Regions from separate parts of the Solanum lycopersicum genome. Here region 2 is linked to region 1. A link is a contact called in public HiChIP or PLAC-seq data. All regions are on one chromosome and are shown on one strand. The core of a region is the stretch at or near the end of the contact, and the rest is flanking DNA. Distances in the headings are between cores, read along the strand shown.

Evidence for each region. HiChIP or PLAC-seq counts read pairs in DNA pulled down with a chosen protein or histone mark.
Region 2: a contact with region 1 is called in an RNA polymerase II HiChIP or PLAC-seq map of leaf, with 4 times the contacts expected there. The contact joins the promoter of LOC101257245 here to the enhancer-like site in region 1. A contact is called at or near these places in 1 of 1 promoter capture datasets (leaf), 3 of 8 Hi-C or Micro-C datasets (leaf and leaf mesophyll) and 1 of 1 datasets of contacts at active chromatin or transcription factors (leaf).

The regions. Positions count from the first base shown.
Region 1 is chr3:26,015,035-26,020,374 of SLM_r2.1, forward strand. No RefSeq gene overlaps it. Among protein-coding and RNA genes, the nearest start is that of LOC138347504, 48 kb to the left of the region's middle. Within about 2 kb of position 2,232, at least 2 of the 2 cell types and tissues checked have open chromatin away from gene starts, as enhancers often do. A contact at or near this core is called in leaf, where this site is marked.
Region 2 is chr3:26,116,145-26,121,484 of SLM_r2.1, forward strand. LOC101257245 (serine/threonine-protein kinase Nek6-like) reads left to right here and starts at 2,961. Exons shown (of 13, transcript XM_004234742.5): 1 at 2,961-3,324; 2 at 3,914-3,980. The coding sequence starts at 3,206.

The DNA of each region.
Region 1 (5,340 bases), core at 982-3,481:
AGTGTTCATCATGTCCAATATAAATATACTTGATGCATAAGCTTTGTGTTATTTATCACACACACAAAAAAGAAATTATTTTGGAACAATTACATGTATAATGTATTTTTTTATTTCAAAATATAGTATTTCTCAAACAAAATAAGATACATAAATAATATTGTATCATACACTAATTTTTTAGTTATGATAAGTAAATTTAAATTTATACAAATTTTATCTGATAATAATAGTTACCAAACAATAATGTATTGGTCTCAAACTTAAAATCTTATGGACAACACTTTCTTATTTAATATATCTAGTTGAAACACAACACTTATCAATTGAAATTGAAAATATCTTCATGATCTCAAACAAAATAAGATACATCAGTAATAATATATCATTCACTAACTTTTTAGTTATGATACGTAAATTCAAATTTATATTAAATGTTTCTAATACATAACAATTATCAAATAATAATGTATCTATCTCAAAACTATAATCTTATGGGCTACACTTTCTTATTTAAAATATCTAGTAGAAATACCATACTTATCAATTTATATTGAAGGATCTTCATAATGAATCTTTCAAAAAATTTTGATAATTTTGAATCAAAATTGAAAGAATCTTCAATGAACTAGGAAAATAATTCTGAAACTCAAAATTTTCAAAAATTTTGAATCAAAACTGAAGGATCTTCAATGAACTAGATAAGAATTTCATATATAAAAAATTTTGACAATCTTGAATCAAAATCGAAGGGATATCGATGAACTTGAAGATTACCAAAAAAATCGTTTGTCAAACAACAATTCCATCACTTTCTTTATCGTTCATACCTCACCCTTGTTAGATTTACCAAAGAAATCGTTTGTCAAACAACAATTCCATCACTTTCTTTATCGTTCATAACTCATCCTGGTCATCCAAAAATTCGACAAAATTTTATGAAATAGAGAGAACAATGAACAATAAGAAAAAATATAATTTTTGAATATTTTAATTTGCTACACTATAGGATTTTGAATTATTGAAAATAATTTAGAATGGAATAGCGTAACTTATGGAATATTGATTTGATTTTCAATTTTTTCCCCTTTATTAAAGTGCAAAAGATGTATACTATGAGATCTTAATTTGATTTTTTAATTTTTATTTTTCTTAATAAGTGCAACAGATTGATACATAATGTACCAACAATAATGTATTCGGATCCTTAATTATATCTCTGAAATACCTAAAAAAAATATGAAATTTATATAATTAGAAAATTAATAGGGATAATAAATTATGGGAAAATTGTATATAATATCAAACTAATAACCTAAATTAAATGGAATAACTAGGGTTTGATTTAATTGTGCTCCATAACAAACATTAGCTAAAATTTGCCAGCGTCTCTCTCCCAAAAATCTCGCTCGCCACTCTCCATTCTTGCTCGCCTCTCTCGCTTTATACACAGAAGTGTATAATTCTATTTCTGTTTTGTATAAAGCGAGAGAAAATTGTATATACACATGCAAAAATGTATATCTTCGTGTTATACACTTAATTATACAATTTACAAACATTTTACTTCAAATATTGGAGAGAAAAAGGCCAACGGATTATACAATTGCGAATTATACAATTGCAGTGAAATACAATTTTCTCTAGCTTTATACAACAGAAGTGTATATATATTGTGTTTCTGTTTTTGTATAAAGCGAGAAAAACATATATCTTCTTGCTATACACTTATAATTATGCAATATACATACATTTTAATTCGATTCAACTGTATGCAAAACAAATTATACAATTGCAGCGAAATAGGCCAGCGAATTATACAATTGTATATGTATAGCAAATTATACAGTTTTATGTTTGCTATGGAGCGCAATTATGCAAAGTTTGTTATAGCATACAAATATGAACTTTTTGTTTGCTATATGTGAAAATTGCCCATAAATTATTGATTAATTTAATAAACTTGATAAATATTATTAAAAATCTCAAAATAATACAATAGGCAAGTAATAACGAAATATCTTAAACTATGTTTCTGTCGTAGCCATTATCAAGTTATGGAGCAGAGTAATTGGCAAATTAGAAAATCCAAACTTTTCATATGCATATTTATTGTGTCACTCTTTTAAGGAAATTTCTTAATATATTGATTGAGAATGATAGAGACCCCACTATGATAATTATATTCCACCGACGAATTGAACTCATTATCCGCACAAATATAAAGCTATTCAAACTTGCAAAAATAGGAAAAAGACATTCAATCAAGCAACAAATGTCGGAAGATATAGGCCAAACAGCTTCTTTTTTTTGGGGGGGGGGGGGGGGGGTCACTATATTTTAGTAGCTGATTTCATCTTTACTTGTTCGTTATACTATTTTGATATATTTAACAATATATGTTTAATTTATATAATTAATGAAAAAATTTGCATAGTATATTTATTTTATTCTTATTATTAAATACTATTTATTTTTCAAAGCTAAGATTGACTTATATTAAATTAAGGGTAATTTGATAAATTAATTATATTATTTACTTCTTCTAAAAAGTTAACAGTGGGCATTATTATTGAATAAAAGAAATGTGTTATTTTTTATTTTATTTTTGTTGGTCGAGTTGGTAGTTCGAAAAGTGAAACTCTACCCCAACCCCCCAATAATTTCAATTGATTGAATATATCAATACACAAAGTACATATTTTCTTGCCCTTTGCAGACTCCCCAACCCTAAACGTATACAACTTCTTCACCACTTGAAGAAGCTTTCAACACAACTCAAATCGAAAAGCACATATAAATCTCCATCAAGTATAGTATATGTGTCCAATTAAAGGTGAATCAAATAACTAAATTGATGGAATTAATGTTTTTTCCTCTGTTTTTGGTTAATTAAAGACAATAACTAGGTTTGTTTGCATGTTAAATAATTGAGACAGTAGCCACTGAAATATAATATTTCATCCATTCCAAAATTATACTATCTTTGTTCAACAATAATCGTATATTATTGACTTGGCATACCTCTTATAAAAACTATAAATAAAAGGGTAATTTTATTGTATTACTATTTGAATATAATAAATAAAATGTCTTGAAAAATATACTCTCTCCATCTCAAATTAATTGAATTGTTGAAACATTTTAATTTTTCAAATTAACTTAATATTGTTTAGTCTTCAAGATTACTTTTAGAGTATGCTTTCAATTTACCCTTCATTGGTTAGTATTTGAATTAGTTATTATAATAAATATTTAGTTATTTTAATAATAAATTTGACAATAATTAATAAGGATATAAATGAAAAGTCATGTCTCATGTATGTCTTAATCTTCTTTTTTTAAAGGGTGTGAATGAAACAGGAAATGACTACAATTAATTTTAAGGGTAAATTATAAACTAAGTGTAAAATTATCCATAAATTTCATAAAGTAGATAAATATTGTTGGACATCTATTTTTAATATAGTAGTCTTCATAGACGGATGGAGTAAGTGTTATCTTACAACAACTAAAACAAATCTCAAAATAAGTCATACTATATAAATTGAAGAAAATTGATTAGTACTCCATTAATTTTTTAAAAATAATCTACTTTCATTTTAGTCATTTAAAAAAGAATATTCCTTTTTTTCTTTTGGATACACTTTAATTAATTTTACTTTTCTATGTGGCATGTTAAATATCACAAAAATAAAGAGAACTATGGTACATTTGACATAACTTTAGCTTAAGATCATGAGATTGAATTTTTTTTTAAAACTCGGTATCAAATAAAATTAGGTCACTCTTTTTAAAATGAAAGGAATACATTTTTTTTTTGGAAATGCATAAGTATCCCCCAACCTATGTCCGAAATCTCAGAGACACACTTATACTATACTAAAGTCCTATTAACCCCTTGAATTTATTGTATAAATAATTTTCTACCGCGACCTACGTGACACTAGCTTAAAAAAAATATCAACACGTGTCGGGCCCACAAGATAGGTTGAGCATTCTTCATATAGTACTCTTTCCATCCCGTAGCGATTAGGGGTGTTCATGGTTTGGATGAAAATCGATCCAAACTGAACCAAATCGAATAAATAAATCAATTTAATTTGAATTTTCATTTGGTTTGGTTTCAGATTATTAAGAACTGATAGTATTTGATTGTTTATGACTTTTTTCAGAAAAAAAACGAAGAATTAACCAAACAAAACCAAATCAACAAGTTATATACATAAATTTTATTATTATACATACATAGTATTTATATTTATAAACAATTGTAAATTTTTTATATATGTTCCATCAAAATATTTTTATAATTTATTTATAAAAAAAAGTCTAAGATGAGAACATCTTTCTTATTGGTTACATGTATATGAGTGTCTATGAAAATCTTTGTGGGACTGAATTTGTCATTTTCTCTTCCTTTGAATGCCAAAATAATGAATTGAAGTTTTATTCAGTAAATTTGATGATTGAAAGTTCTGTAATGACGTTCATTCTAACTATTTTTTCGTTTGAATGATTGTTGTCACTTCTTTCACGTTTTGAATAAATAGTTTCTTTTATTTTTATGTATGCTCAATAACTAAATAACCAAACAAAACCAAATCAAAATTGAAAACAACTAAACCGATAAATGTACATTATATTTGGTTTAGTTTGATTTTGATAATTTTAAAACCGATTAAATTGATTTGATTTTAATTTTGATCAATAATTAACCCAAACCAACCCGTGAACATCCCTAGTAGCGATAAAGATGTTGTTTTTGAAAAATCTTCAAGCTTAAGTAAATCAAACCTAAATTAAAAATAATGAAAAAAGCATAATGGCTAATACCAAAAACAGTGTAGAGCCTACAAGACAAAAAACAATACCAACATTAAAATATATAGTGTGATAATCGAAACACAATACACAACATATACCGATATATAACAAAAGGAAGACAAGATAATATTCTACCCCTAGTAACCTTCTATGCAAATGTGTGACCTTCACTTCTTCCTATCTTAAAGTCATATCCTCAAATTGTGTCATGTACTTTCTAATCACCTCTCTCCAAAATTCTTTTCGTATACCTATATCCCTCGGCGTACTGCCTCTAACCAAACACTGCACCTCCTCATCATGGTGTCTGCGCACCTTCTCTTCGCCTACTGAAACAATCTCCATCTCTTAAGAAAATGAAAATAAAAAAATACATTTATTTATTCGTTAACTCTTTCTGATATACACTATGTGTTTTTTCCATGAGTATCAAGATTAACAATGAAGAATTGTTTTGAAACTTATTCAAATTTTACACTCTCAAAAAGAACTAATTTTAAAGACAAATGGATT
Region 2 (5,340 bases), core at 1,711-4,210, 100 kb after region 1:
TATACATGATTTTTCCAACAAAATACATTATTTTGATGTCTTCTCGTGACAATAGCATGCGAGTTAATGTATCTCACAAAATTCTTCTTCTAATTTTTCTGTTTCTTTTTATCAATAAATTTTAGACATATATGTATAAAGATAGAACTAATATTACATGTTTTGTTTCATTATTTTCATCAAAAATTTATGTTGTTTAACGTAACGGGTGATAAATGGGAGTTTTTCAATTGGACAAAAAGTCTTCTCAACATTCATGAGATAAAACAAACCTACTTGTGTGGGAAAGAATATGTATGTTGTTTCGTTAATTTATTGACGGTAACTTCTTGGAGAATATAGATATTTGAATTAAAATATTAGTCATTTCAGTGCATTAGAGGCATTCTTCAAGAAGGTTAAGGCGGCATGGACATTTATTTGTTGTTTGGTAAGTATTATTTTTCATTTCAATGTTGCATATTTTTACTTACTTCATCGTTTGTTACATTCAATTTTTCGATTGAAAGAAGGTAAATTGAGTTCTTATTCTTGAATAATGGAAATGAAAAAAAAAACCATCATTTACATGTGTGATGTACAAATCTTCTTTTAAAGATTATATTTATCATAACAAGTTGATTATCATGTAGTGAATCTCTAGGTTATTGGATAAGAGAATTGAATATTTCATGAAATTAGTTTTTTCTCATAATTCAATCTACAAAAATTAGCATGCATTATATTTAATGTGTTTTTTTTTAGAATTTATAAATGATTTACTATTTGTATGAAAATAAAATCATGGTGTGATTTCATATTTGTAAATAAATACCCCTAATAATGAAAAAAGAGGAAGAGTTGAAGAAGAAAAACGGTATTGCTAAATATTTTTAGATTCTGCAACTTTATGTTTTTATTGATTAAATTTAGAACTTATTATTTCATTTATTATATCTAAAAAAAATATTTGGATAAAAAATCTCATAGATTCAAAAACTTGTCAATTAATCTAAACTCATGTAAAAAATAAAAAAAATCAAGACACATAAAGTTCACACATGTCATTCAGTGAACTTAAAGAAAAATTAAATTCGTCATTTTAAGGAGTATATACTCCTTTTAATTTTAAAACATAAAACAATATTATTAATAATCTTTATATTTTTTATAAAAAAAAATGTGTATTGATTGATATAGGTACACGAGCGGAGGCCGTGCCCACAAATTATTATTATTTTTATTATAAGCGAGAATATCTTAACTTTAAAATAGGCTTATGATTCTACCCTTTTACTAATTTATATATTATTAAAAATAATTAATAAAATATTACTTAAATAACCATTATGTTTCTAGGTAGGATTAATTAACGAAATGTTTAATTTGTTTTTTATTCTAAAATAGAGTTCGATAGATGAAGTGTTTTGTAACAACAAAAGACAATAATTATATCCAAAATATCCTTTAACATTAAAGAACAAAAATGTCCTTTGAATTACCATACATCTTAATATAGCACATATTTAGATTTTAGTAAGAAACTTTACGTATTCTAACTTTAACCAATCTAATTCTCATAGACGTTATGTATATCATCAATTTTTAAATGACTCTTACAATTCCAAACTTGTAATTATAAATATCAAAATATTATCTTCAAAATCACTTTATATTTATGCATACACTTAGTTATTTCGATGTATAATTGTTGATGAATGATTATTGGTAGAGGTAATTACATTGGCATATTGTTCAGCACAATTACTTTTTGTTGATGCATACACTTTTTTATTCTAATGTATAATTATTGATGGATGATTGTTTATGAATGTAATTGTTCATCACAAATGCAATAAAAAAGAGATATATCTATTTATAGATATATCTATTTATGCTTTTGTCAGTTATTGAGGAAGTTCCTCTATTCTTATAAACTAGAACTATTTCTCTCTTTAATTTTTTGTTATTTAAAAGTTTTAGAATTCTTTAGCTATTTTGTTTTTTTAGTCTACTCTATTTCACTTTATTTCTGAATTCATTAACTAACTTGGTGTTACACTTTTTCTCTTTAATTAATTTTATGAATAACTATTTATACATATTGTAACTGTATTTAAATAATTTACAAATATTTATACTAAGTAGCGTGCAATACAAATATATTTTCTATTCTGAATTTCAATTTTTTAAATATGCATATATTTTTTAGTAGTTACAAAGGACAAACGTGCAACACACATTTTTAAGACTAGTAAAAATAATAAGTCCAAATCCTTAAAAATTACGTTTGGGGTCGTGGTATTCAATTATTCCATATAAGTGTATGATAGTGACATCATGGCTATGACCCATTTAGAAGATGTTCATTTTTTTCCTTGTGTGTGAAATGATCAATTAGAATACCCTTTATTGATTCTCGAATTGCAAGCAAAGGTCTTCAATTGGTCCCTCACTTGTTTTCCTATCAAAACTTTCCTCCATTTATATCACATAATACACGTACCATTCTATATATATATTTTTGGCTGAAAATTTGGTCAAAATGGTAAAATAACATATTTTACATTATGTTATTTTATTTTTCTAAATATTTTTATAATTTTAACTTTAATATCTCTCAATTTAAAAATAAAAAGAATTAAATTTATTTTAAAATAAAAAATATTATAGACTTTTAAAATTTTTAATCAAATTCTGATTAAATTTTCTGATTATTTAATATTATGACTATATCCCTTTCGGAAATTGTTTATTTTAGTTAGTGCTCATAATATTTTTAAACCAACATGGTGCGATATGACTAAATTTATTTCTACACCACTCATGTGTGACAAGGCTAAATACTTTTTCTTAGTCTTTTAATATGTGGATTATTAATGTTGAGACTAAGGAATTTATATAATTAATAATATATACTTTGGAAGGGGTAAAATTTGACTTTTCTAATTAAAAAATAAATTTGGGAATAGTTGAATTTTGTTGTGTTGCTAAAATTCCAAGCCCAACCAACCCTTTTCTTCCCTATGGGCCCTATTCTTTGTCTTCCTTTGTTTTTTTCTCTCTCACACCCACAAAGACACAGTTGTTGCAGCTTAACATCATTATAGTTTTATGCGAATTTATTCGAACAGCTTTATTTACTTCAATAATCCCTACTTTTTTCCACTTAATTTGAGACTAGAGATTTGGGTTTTGAAGTTTGTATCTTTGTTTTGAGGGTAGAATGGAGATACAGAATGGTAGCAGCAAGTCAAAGATTGATGATTATCAAGTGGTAGAGCAAATTGGAAGAGGAGCTTTTGGAACAGCATTTCTTGTTATGAATACCACTGATAATAAGAAGTAAGCAGCTATTTTCTCTCTCTTTCATCATAACAGTTACTATTTGCTTACCAAATCAGGATGTGGTAGATTTCTTTTTGGAGGTACCAGCTTCAATTTTTGCTGGGTAGGAGGAGCCTTTTTGTTTGTTTGTATTTTTCCTACTTTTGGTGCGCACCACACTCCTATGCAGTAGCTTGCGAACCCGTAGTAGGCAAGCTCATTGCGACAAGTTCGATCCAGAAGGTAAATTCCTTGGTTTTGTTGGCAAGGGGCTTCAAACTTGATGGATGTCCAAGCTTAAACCACTGGCCTCCCGAAGGGTCTTGGTTGGAGGAGCTTTGCTTTTCTGTCTCTGAATTAATAAAATGTCACTTAATTACCAAAAGAAAAGTCTTGAGATAATAAATGTTATGTGCTGATGAAGATCTTGAAAATAAAGTGATTTGTTGTGACCACAATTAATATTTTCTTGCATTTGCAGTGACATAATGATACAACTGTAAATGACCCTTTTCTTATTGAGTTAAAGCCCATGCCTAATACTGAACCCATTTCCTACAACATTCAAATTATTTAACTAACAAGTAATACAAATTCCTCCTTTTAGGTATGTTCTGAAGAAGATACCTTTAGCAAAGCAGAGAGACAAGTTCAAACGTACCGCACTTCAAGAGGTCACTTCAAATGCTTCATTATATTGTATTCTTTTAATCAATTTCTGAGCCTATATTACCTAGTTTTGATGTTAGCTTGATCAGAGACTTCAGCTTTTTACCAAATGCATGGGTACATAATTCAATGCTTAAACTGAGAAAACTAAAGTTAGGTTGCTTATTTTAATGACCCTCTTACATTTTACATCGGGAAGCTATACTAGACTAAAGCGTTGCATCATAATTAGTACCTAACTGAAGTTTATATCTATAATCAATAGTTTGTGTCTCTTATCCAATATTTTAACTGCCTGATTGAGGCCAATAAATCCATTGTCGTAAATTTTGTGCCTACTTCTTTCCTTGTCTGGGACAACCTCTCTACCTTTACATGGTAGGGGTAAGGCTACATACACACCACCTACCAAGACCCCACTTGTGGGATTAAACTGGGTATGTTGTTGTCTTTCATCGTCAGCCATCAATGTCCTTTCCTTACAATCCTTAATTTTGTTTCCAACTGCTGCATTTGCTTTCTATTATGAAATAAATATTCCACAAATTTAAGTTTAAGCATTTCCGTAACTTTAAATTGGTCTTCAGTCATGAATGTCCTTGAGACAAATTCCAGTTCACAATAGAAGGCAACTTTTTCTTAAAAATTAGAACTTATTTAATCTAGTCCTATAAAAATAAGAGCATTTTGAACAAATGCCAGGTCATTCATCATCACTCTCATATCACAGTACTGCTATTTCTTTTGGCATGTCGTTTTTCACCACTTTACTCTTGTACATTTGAAAGAATAGTGCTTCAATTCAACCCTTCTTTGTATGGGCAATCTTCCTTAGTAGTTTAATAATGATGATTAGACGAATGGTTAAGTATATTGGTGAAAATCTTCAATGATATCCCCAACGGGTTCTGTGACCTCTGTGTTGGAAACCACTAATTGAAACTGTAAATATGGATTAATATTTCTTGGCATCTTCTCAACAGGATGAAGTATGGATCAATGTCCTAGATTAACTATGGATGAAGTTGAAGTAGAAATAGAACTTCCAAATTACTTATTTGTTTTTTTGTTACTTGATTAGTAGATCCTTTGGTAACAAGAGATACATAAGGAAAAATAAAATAACTGAAGGTAACTAATGGAATTCCAAAGGTGGCATGAGCTGATAATTTGGGTTGCAAGAGAAGTAATATTGGAATTTAGAATTTTTGATAGAGAAAAAACGTAGAGAACTATTGTGAGTGTGACTATACAAACCAAAATCTTATAGCACAAGTTTGCAAACTTCTGAACTTAGTTGACTGAAACTCTTAGATTGTATAAGTATCTGTGATTTTTTCTACTTGTTGAACTTGTAAGAAATGC